Regions from separate parts of the Sus scrofa genome. Here region 1 is linked to region 2. A link is a contact called in public Hi-C data. All regions are on one chromosome and are shown on one strand. The core of a region is the stretch at or near the end of the contact, and the rest is flanking DNA. Distances in the headings are between cores, read along the strand shown.

Region 1 (4,730 bases), core at 525-3,024, 41 kb before region 2:
GGGTAAGAAACACTCTATGAAGAGACCATAAACTACAAATAAAGAGCTTTTTTTTGGCAGCACCCCAGCATGTCACATGGAAGTTTCTAGGCCAGGGACTGAATCTGAGCCGCAGCTGTGCCAATGCTGGATCCTTAACTCACTACACCACATAGGGAACTCTGAGAGAGAGCACTTTTATAGCTGAAGTCTACAACATCTAAAATGTCCTTGCCATCAGGTCATGAAATATCTGGAGGGTAAACAATCTCACTCTCTCCTCCTTTCTATGTTTCATACATTAACACAGTGCTCTGCATAAGGCTCAGTAACTTGTCAGATGAACTGAAAATTTAATCAACTGGGTTATTTTTTAACCATGGAATAATACTATGACCTAAATCCTAAAGGGGTCCACTGACATGTAGGGCATGGCACGTTTGTGAGTAATGAATAAATTAGCTAAATCTTGAGACTAAAGACAAAATCCTGCCCCAAACTCAAAGTAGTGAAAAATAAACACCAGTATTTCAACATAACATGTTAAGTGTAACGACTCCCAATTTGTTAAATGCTGCAATCTTGGTTAAAATCTAGAACTAGTACTAGTAAAATGAAATTGTCATAAACTTAAGTCTAACTATATCATATGTGTGGTTTATTCCCTTTTCATAATCCACTTCTGAAAATGCTTTTCTTCTAAACCATAAAATTTACTTTGCACAAAATCCTAGCAGTATAGTCCTAAATTGTTTTTGCCTGTGCACAGCTAGCTAACTGGTTCTTTTCAACTCCACCAAGATTCTGAGGCATCAGATGGCACGAATTGGTCATAAGAATTTAACAACAAATAGAAACTTTTAGAAATCACATCTAACAAGGAGTTCCCGTCGTGGCTCGGTGGTTAACGAACGCAACTAGCATCCGTGAGGACTTGGGTTCGATCCCTGGCCTTAACTCAGTGGGTTAAGGATCCAGCGTTGCTGTGAGCTGTGGTGTAGGTTGAAGATGCGGCTCAGATCCTGAGTTGCTGTGACTGTGGTGTAGGCCAGTGGCAGTTCCAATTTGACCCCTAGCCTGGGAACCTCCATATGCCACAGGTGCGGCCCTAAAAAGACCAAACAAAAAAAAAAAAAAAAAAAAAAAAATCACATCTAGCAAAAGCTTAATCTCCTAACACACCCTTTAGACCGTCCTCACTGTGCTGCAATAGAGAAAAACCAAAATTAAAGAAATTTTTGGGGGGCAATAAAGATCTGCTTAGACAGGTCCTTGTTAAAAATTCATCTCTGTGAACTTATCTTTTGTTGTGTGGGCTTGTAATTCAACTACATTGTGAGAATTGTTAGAAATTCCTAATTCTTCCTAATAAAGGCAAACAAAGATGAAAAGATAGAAAGATGTTCTGCTCTTATGGTTATAGACATCTGGGCAACCAAATCACCACCACTCCTAAAGAAAGTGAGAAAATTTATACTTTGTACTAAGTATACGTAAGACCACAAAACCCTAAGTATCGAACTAGAAGCCAGGTGACCAAACTAAAAATTCTTTTTATCAAGAAAAGCTGACTTTTAGGAAACAACAAAAATAAGAAAAAAACTAGACAGCCAGAAACACAAAATAGATGTGAAAAACATTTTAATTTTTAAAACTTCTGTTACTTCTGTCAGGCCCTCAAAATACTATGATGGCAGAACTGGTTCTAAAATTTAGAAGAGTGGGCAGTCAGCCCAGATTTATTGCTCACTTATCAAGCCTGTGTTTGTTGTGCAAGTGTTATTTATAGAGTCACATGCTAGAGGCTGTTCCCAAGCTGGCTAAACCTACACGCTTAATTGACCCTAGAAACAATGATACATTGTTCAAGCTAATCCTTCTATGAGCTACATTTCCTAAGCCACAACCATATGCTTTTTATATTCCTATATGTCTACCATAGACTATTTTTAGAACCCTCAAAAGTTCAGAGATATGCACATACTATAATTTTTTGATAAGGATGAGAAAACTTACATACTTCCTCTGTGATAGCATATTTTTATATTACTGGAAATCAATACCCATATTGAAATTTAAACAACTGGACAATCACTAAAGGCTATTAAAAATGGGTTAAAGTTATAAACAAGTATGGGCAGAAACACGTAAAAGCAAATGCGACAACTGATTATATTCCACACTACAAACTATATAACTACACTGCAATCTGACCCTATAGCCTTAGGTTGAATAAAATTAATATTTGCTCACAAGTATGAAATCAATTTAAACACAACTTAACCATGGTTCCATATAGGACTGACATGCTTATATACATCTCCCCTTAGAAATATCCTTCCCTAAGGAAGGGATGGGATGGAGCAGTTAGGAGAATAAACAGCCAAAGTTCTAGTAGAGGCTTCTTGAAAACACACACAGTTCTCTCAATCTTGGTCCCAGATGGCTTCTATCTTAGTTAGGCTCAGCAACATTCTTTCAATAATGTCTGAGAACATTCTCTGCAAAAGTTCAAAATAAGTGTTTGGCCTTATTTCAGGTTACAAAAAATGACAGATGTCATCACAGTTTGAATTGAGGCTCAAAATCTTGTTAACAGAACAAGACCAGAATTCAAGTCTCCTGATTCTCAACTATGAGGTGTACCTAGATTCTTCCCTAAGTGTTATCTTTTGAGGGAAAAAAAAAGAAAAGGAAAACCGAAGTGGCTGAATGGCAGAACTATGACCAAAAAAAAAATTTTTTTTTTTTTTTTGTCTTTTGCCTTTTCTAGGGCTGCGTCCCTCGGCATATGGAGGTTCCCAGGCCGGGGGTCTAATCGGAGCTGTAGCTGCCAGCCTACACCACAGCCACAGCCACGAGGGATCCGAGCTGCATCTGTGACCTATACCACAGCTCACAGCAATGCCAGATCCTTAACCCGCAACCTCATGGTTCCTAGTCGGATTCGTTCTCCACTGCACCACGACACAAACTCCAGACCAAAAAAATTTTTTAAGAAAGCTCTAAGAAATATTAAGACACAGAAAATCTATAAACATTATTCAAAATGTGGTCCTGAAACCACTTACATCACAATTACCTGGAAGAGTCATTAGCTCCTCAGTACTTTTAAGCACAGTAATACTGGAGAATAATTTATCTAATATTTTTACATAGTCTTTCATAAATTGAGATCCTTATATACAATAATAAGACATTTATTTATCCAGAGGCACTAGATAAGAAATATAATCTCTTCTAAAGATGGTTGATGATTTTCTCACATTCCACAGTTATGCTTACTGCGATATTCCTCAGGAAATACTGCTTTAAATGCAACTACTACATGTCAGATGTCAAAAAGAAGTGAACTTTCTTATACATGTTAAAAACCTTGGCAGTATTACCCTTTCATTTTATAGCTGTCAGTCTAGGGGTAGGAAAAAAAGAAAACAAACAAACAAACAAAAAACTGTGAAGAGTAAGGAAATGAATGTGTTGAGTACCAACTCCGACTTCATCTGCCATGACATGACTTAGGCCTGAGGCCCTCAACCAGGGACCAGGGGAGACAGGTTTAGGCAGTCAAACAAAGCTATAATCAGCCTTCTGTGTCTCATCAGACACCAGTTGGCTTCCAAATAAGGATCTGTTCAGTCTGTTGGCTCATGGGTCTACCGTGAGGAAATCACATTAAGATACAAACCTGGAATCATATTCTTTGCATATTTATGGCTACATTCAAGTTTTCAACTATTATCAACACAACAGGGCTTAAGCCACCCAAAATATTAACATGAGTCTAACAGCCTAGAAAATATTTCCTAAATGGTAGATCACCAGGAAGGCAGTCAAGACAATCTGTAATAAACACTTCTAAACAAAGTAGGCAAATAGCCCTACTTTTTTTTAAGGGCTACACCTGTGGCACATGGAAGTTCCCAGGCTAAGGGTCAAATGGGAGCTGCAAGTGCTAGCCTATGCCCCAGCCACAGCAACATAGGATCCGAGCCAAGTCTGCAACCTACACCCACAGCCCATGACAACGCTGGATCCTTAACTACTGAGTGAGGCCTGGAATCGAACCCACAACCTCATGGTTCCTAGTCAGATTCATTTCCGCTGCACCACAATGGGAACTCCCCTACTTTTAACATAAACACCAGCACACCTACCACTACCATTTTGATGAAAATAATACAATTAAAGAGTCTTACATTTTTTTAAAAATTCTTATATATATTTTTCCTTTTAATCACAAGGGTTTTTTGGGGTTTTTGGTTTTTTGTTTTTTTGTCTTTTTGCCTTTTCTAGGGCCTCACCCATGGCATATGTAGGTTCCCAGGCTGGAGGTCTAATCAGAGCTGTAGCCGCCAGCCTATGCCAGAGCCAAGCAACACGGGATCCTTAACCCACTCAGCAAGACCAGGGATCGAACCTGCAACCTCATAGTTCAGAGTAGGATTTGTTAACCACTGAGCCATGACAGGAACTCCCTAATCACAACTTTAAACAATAGTTTGATAACAATGTAGGTTTTCAATCATCTAAAAAGATTCTTACTAAAATTAGCAAAATAACTGGGGAAGGGACCCCAACATTTTTAACAGTTAAACTCTATACTGCATTTTTAGAATGACTAGATAAAATGCACACTGAACAATTAGAGATGGTTTCTATACAAATGCACAATAAACAGTCTTATTTAATCTTAACTGTATTTCATTAAATATGGTATATAAAACCTTTTTTATTTGATGTTTCAATTA
Region 2 (5,352 bases), core at 2,001-4,500:
GCTGGGCCAGAGACTACTCCAGTGGGGGTCAGTGTCCCAGGAGATATGGCTCCCAGCTGCAGGGAAGCTGGAGAGGAATGAGCTCGAACATGCTGTGGAGTCAGGGCCCCTGCAGTGCCTGCATCAGTACTGGCCTATTAGGAATATTAAAATGAAAATTTCTTAAAAATTGTTTTCACTTTAAATTCCTTAGATATTTGGTTGCAGTGAAACTCTAAATACCAAAGACAAATTTCAGCATTTAGTATTTGACAAAGAGGTATATAGATTTGCAGATGGATACTTTGCTTATGTAAAGGCCAAGACAGTATGAGTGCTTTTCCAAATTCTAAAATGTTCTGGGTATAAACAAAACCCAAGGGATATAACTACGCTTTAAACTAGGTTTTAAGTAATATTTTTCCCAAGCCAAGCCCTAAACATATGATGGTAGTCATTTTTTACCCCCATTACGGACAAATGTCATCAATAAAGCAACCACCAAAATTAACATAACTTTTAACGAATACAAAAGATCCAAAACCATCCATATGTTCTTAAAAGCCACCTAATGAATGAATACCTAACCATTTATATATATATATCTAAATGATAAAGACGTCAAGAATTCAACTGTAACATCACTTAATTTGCATGCTTACATTATTTACAGCTGTGTAACAGCAGAAAAAATTCTGCACTCAAGACTCCAAAGATCAGGGTTCTATCCAAGCTGGCTAGTGTGACACTGAGTATCTGATTCTCTGAGCCTCAAATTTTCTCACTTGTAAAAGAGCTTATTTTCATGATGAAAAAATGAGGACATGAATGAATTTATATCCAATAATTTGTGGGCAATAGTATTTACAATCCACATTTGTACTATTCATAAGTTAGTATAGCTATTTAAATTCCTTGATTAGAGTTAGGGCTTGATTACCAAAAGTTAAAATTTCTTAGAGTGATATAGACTGGAAGCAATCAGCAGAGGCATTTATGCCTTGATGTTAAATCATGTACATTCTGAGTTTCCAATCAGAATAAATTTGAATCAGAAATTATTAGTAGAAATAAAAGTCAAACTTATAGATGCACAACACGATTAAAAAAACTCATTAAAACAAAAAAAACTACAGGGGATTATAAACAGAATGAATCTATAAACCGCTATTATTCTTGTGCAATTATTTACATGAAGAATAAGTACACTTTTCAGCTGCACGTCTTTTTGGCTTATAGACACCACAAAATTCGGAATACAATCTCCTCTGAGTATTATACTCTCAAAACATATTAAGTAACTAGCAGCATAGCTGTAACTAGACTGTGAGGTGCAATGCCAACATCCATTTTTGCCCATGAGTCCAGAAGCTCATTTCCAGGGATAAGAGAAAAAAGCATACCTTAGTCTACACCTTTCAAATTGAAGTATTTAGGGCAAGCACCTAAATTGTTTTTTCCTCCCGACTCCTTAACCCAAGTTTTTGCCAGCAGGTTAAGGCAGTTTTTCTAAGTTCCAAAACCCCTTGGTCTGCGGCAAGAGAACGTACCACAGGCCTGCAAATAGGAGGGGCGAAGGGAGTGGGGGCGATAACTGTTCTTTCCACTCAAGTTACAGCCGAGTGGACTAACTACACTGCAGTATTTGGAAAACCAATTAACTTTTGGGCAAAGTTCTTATGCTGAAGTTTATCCTGAAGCAAGTTCTCTTTAAAGAAAAAAAAAAAGTAAGGAAGGAAAGAAAGAAAAACCTACACTAAACAAATCTACTGGGACCGTTCAGAATGTTAACACTTTCAATAATAGTTTCACTTCAATGTTAGATCAAGTTGTCAAAATTATCGAATGCTGTGTATGTGGAACAGCCATGTTCATATCCTCAGTGAGAATTACAAAGCAATGGCGAGCCTCGAATTAGTCATCGCTTCCCAAACATTAACTTCTAATCACAGTTGAACCAGGCAGGACTCGGCCTATGAGTCAACCTGCAGTGCATTATCAAAGGCTTGTGTTAAAACCTAGGCACTGTAAGCACAACTCAGGTCCTGCGCAACGTGCAGATGTGGCTAATTTAAAAGCATTTCAGCAGACTGTAAATAATAGTCTGCAATTGGGAAGCCAACACGTGAACCTACTAGGTTTGATAAGAGTGAGGCTGCCTGAGTTCCAAGGCGCAAGGGAAGGGCAGGGGTGAAAGCACTAACTCCATAAACAACTTCCAGGAAAGTCTGGATCCTGTATTCAGAAAGCGCCGGGGCCGCGAGGAAAATAAATGCTTTCGGGAGGGGGAGGGGGAGAAAGAGCGAGAAACTAAATGGACTGGTTCAACCCCCACCCCTAATCAACACTGGAAAACAAGAGAACAATTATTTGACTCCCCAGGAGACTGAAGTGGACCGAGAGGCCCCGAAGGAAAGGGGGCCCAGGGCTCAACTTCACAAACTCGGCCGCCGCTGGCAGCTCACCCACACACAGATGCCAGAGGCCCCCCTCCCCCTTCCCGGGCCCGCGGCGGCGGCGGCGGCGGCGGCGGGAGCGAAGGTGCGGAGCGCGCGGAGGCGCGCGCATTGTGCAAGCCCACCGTGGCCCGGGCCGACTCTCCCCACCCCCTTCCTTCCTCCCCACCTCCCCCGCCACTCCCGCCAACCTCCCGGGAACCCCAGGAAGAAAGAAAGAAAGGAAAGGGAAAAGCACGCCCCCCGGGGCAGCAACCGCAGAGAAACTCCGAGGGGAAAAACAAATCTCGGCCCCGGACTCTGGGAGAAGTGGGGAGCCGCGGCCGGGCGGGCGTCTCCGGTCCCTCTGGCTCTCCGCGAGCCCCCGTCCCGCCACCGCTAGCGCTCCCGGAACCCCCCCACCGCCGGCTAGGACTGGCGGCCGCCGCTCCCGAGCGCCCCCGGGCTTGGGGCCCGCCGACGGGGAAGTGGGGTGAGGGGCGGCGAGGTTACCTGTCGGGAGTGGGATTTGGGCTCCGGTGGCTTGAAGAAGGAGTCAGGCAGCTTCCGGAGCCTCATGGGCACGGTCTGGGGCACGTTGGCCGTCTTGGGGTTCATGACGGCGTTGAAAAGCGCCTCCAGGTCGGTCTCCGAGTCCCCCCGAACGTGCACGATCTGGTGTCCGGCGGGGGGGCCTGCGTCGCCGCTTGGGACCCCGGGGGTGCCGGCTGCCCCGGCCCGGACGGCGGGCCCTGCCCCTGGGGGGGCTGCGCAGGCGGCTGCCCTTGGCCCTGGGGGGCTGGTTGAGGCGGCGGCTGCTGCTGCCCGGGATCCATGGTTTCTGCCTCCCCCGACGCGCACCCAGACTAGGCGGGCAACGGCTCCACCCGGGCGCCCCGGCTCGACGGGTCGAGAGGGGAGAAGCGGCAAGGGCAGTGGGCCAGCGGCGGGAGCGGCGTTCGCCTCGCTCTCAGGGCCGGGGGGCTGCGCCGCGGCCCCGCATCCCCCGCCCCGGCGCCTCTGCCCCCGCCCTGCGCCCGGGCTCCACTGGTCCGGCGGCTGAGCCTCGGGAGGGGCTGCCAGAGACCCGAACCTGCAGCGCCCGAGAACTTTTTTCCTTCACTCCCCTGACGGATGCCGGACAGCTAGTTGCCTTTCCCCTCCCCCTTTCTCTCTTATTTCCTTTTCGTGTTCCTTCCTTCCTCCCTTTCTTTTCCCCGGCGGCGGCTGCGCCCGACTGAGACAGAAACTTGCCTCGGACGCCAAAACTAAAGTTGAGAGAACCGCCCGCCCGAGCCGCGCGCGGCTCCGCCTCCTCGCGGCTCTTCCTTCCTCTGCGCGCCCGCCCGCACCGAATCTGTGGCCGGCCGCGGAGGGAAACTTTCCCCAGCAAGTTAACTACATTCCTGCAGACTCTGGGCCTCCAACGCCCCTCCCGGCCGCACGTGACTAGCCCGCCCGCCGGCCTGGACTCTACCGGGCTTCGGGCCGGGGCCGGGAGCGTGCCTGGGGATCCGCACCAGGAGGGCGGCTGGCCCGACGACGAATGTTGGGTCTAGACTGGGTTGGAGTTTGGTCTCTGCGGGGAACGCGGCCGCCCTTGGCCGCAGGAAGTCCTCCCGCCCGGCGCGGCCCGTTCCCCGCCAGTCCCCGGGAAAGGTTGAAAGGCTTCCTAGATGCGAAACAGCTAAGGCCGAGAGAAGTCTAGAGAGGACGTGTAAATCCACTTAAACCCTCCCCGCGTTAGCTCTACTTGACCAACTCGAGTGTCAGTATGGGCTCAAAGCCTCAGGACTAGATTGGAGCACAATGGTACCTGTAACAGACACTGATTTTAATAAGGGTCCTTTTTTTTAACGACTTGATTTTTTTAACTTATTAATATGCAAAACACACTTGAATGGAGTAAACGATTACTGTAATTTGAAGCTCGAAGACCAGATCTGTGACAAGGTAATTTACTAAACAAAAAAATTGCCTGTTTAAAAAGTGAAAACTTTTTTTAGTGCTCAAACTTGCAGCAGAGTTATGAAAACCTCAACGCAAAAAAAAAAAAAAAAAAAAAAAAAGCTTAATTTGGGTTATAAGCGGTCATCTGTGTACCTGTCATTCATCCTCCAAGGGATAGGCGCCTACCTCTTTGTTATCCCTGTGCCTGGCACAAGCACGGACTCGGTAAGCAGTAAGAAATGAACAGGTGAGAAGCTCACCCCACGCACCTGGTTCTCCTTGTGGCAGTTATAAATGCAAGGAGTCCATTTGAAATCACTCAGAAGCAATGAGACTTTTTAAATTCATACATTCTGATTTTTTAAAAAGCCACTTTACTGAGATATAGTTCACACACCTTACTATGTGTCCATTTAAGCAATCCAATGTTTTTAGAATATTCTAAGGGTTATGCAACATTCTGATTTTAAATCCACTAGTTAATTCTGAAGAAAACTAGCTTCCTGTTTTAATGATTTTGTCTGCAATGCTAGTCAAACAGATGTATAAATAGAATTAAGCAAGAAAAGGTCCCCTGAGCAAAATAACAATAATAATAATTATCTCTTCCTCCAGCCAGGACATGCCCTGGATAATTCTGAGGAAGGATCTTCATCACTTGATGTTGCCGGGGAAAAAGACTTCAGACCCTCAAGATTTTAAGGCAGTATTCTAATCAACTACTCTGGACCCAGTTTTGACTGAAGAAAGGGATCTACCTCCATGATGCCCATGACTGCTGCTTATATTTATCCCTTACCCCATCCCCAAATGTCAAGTATATTTAACCACGAATGTATAGGTTCTGGAGTTACAGAGATTTTTCAGATCCCAGTTCCATCATTTACTAGCACTGTGACACTGGACAAGTTTTTTCCTATTCTTTTATTTCTTTAATATCAAGATCATGGATAATGACACCTACTTCATAAGTTCAGACAATAAAATG

The links. A called contact is a pair of places that touch in the nucleus more often than the background predicts.
Region 1: a contact with region 2 is called in a Hi-C map of skeletal muscle, with 2.6 times the contacts expected there. The contact joins the enhancer-like site here to the promoter of YAP1 in region 2. A contact is called at or near these places in 5 of 47 Hi-C or Micro-C datasets (embryonic fibroblasts, heart right ventricle, liver and 1 more) and 1 of 2 datasets of contacts at active chromatin or transcription factors (skeletal muscle).

What each region holds. Positions count from the first base shown.
Region 1 is chr9:32,849,630-32,854,359 of Sscrofa11.1, reverse strand. The region is part of intron 3 of YAP1 (transcriptional coactivator YAP1); the gene reads right to left. Among named protein-coding and RNA genes, the nearest start is that of YAP1, 40 kb to the right of the region's middle. Within about 2 kb of position 1,774, at least 11 of the 83 cell types and tissues checked have an H3K27ac peak or open chromatin away from gene starts, as enhancers often do. A contact at or near this core is called in skeletal muscle, where this site is marked.
Region 2 is chr9:32,809,527-32,814,878 of Sscrofa11.1, reverse strand. YAP1 (transcriptional coactivator YAP1) reads right to left here and starts at 3,250. Exons shown (of 10, transcript XM_021062706.1): 1 at 3,112-3,250; 2 at 2,928-3,109; 3 at 1-134. The coding sequence starts at 3,250. It overlaps LOC102157672 (a long non-coding RNA gene), which reads left to right and starts at 3,247. Exons shown (of 2, transcript XR_002335614.1): 1 at 3,247-4,367; 2 at 4,980-5,352.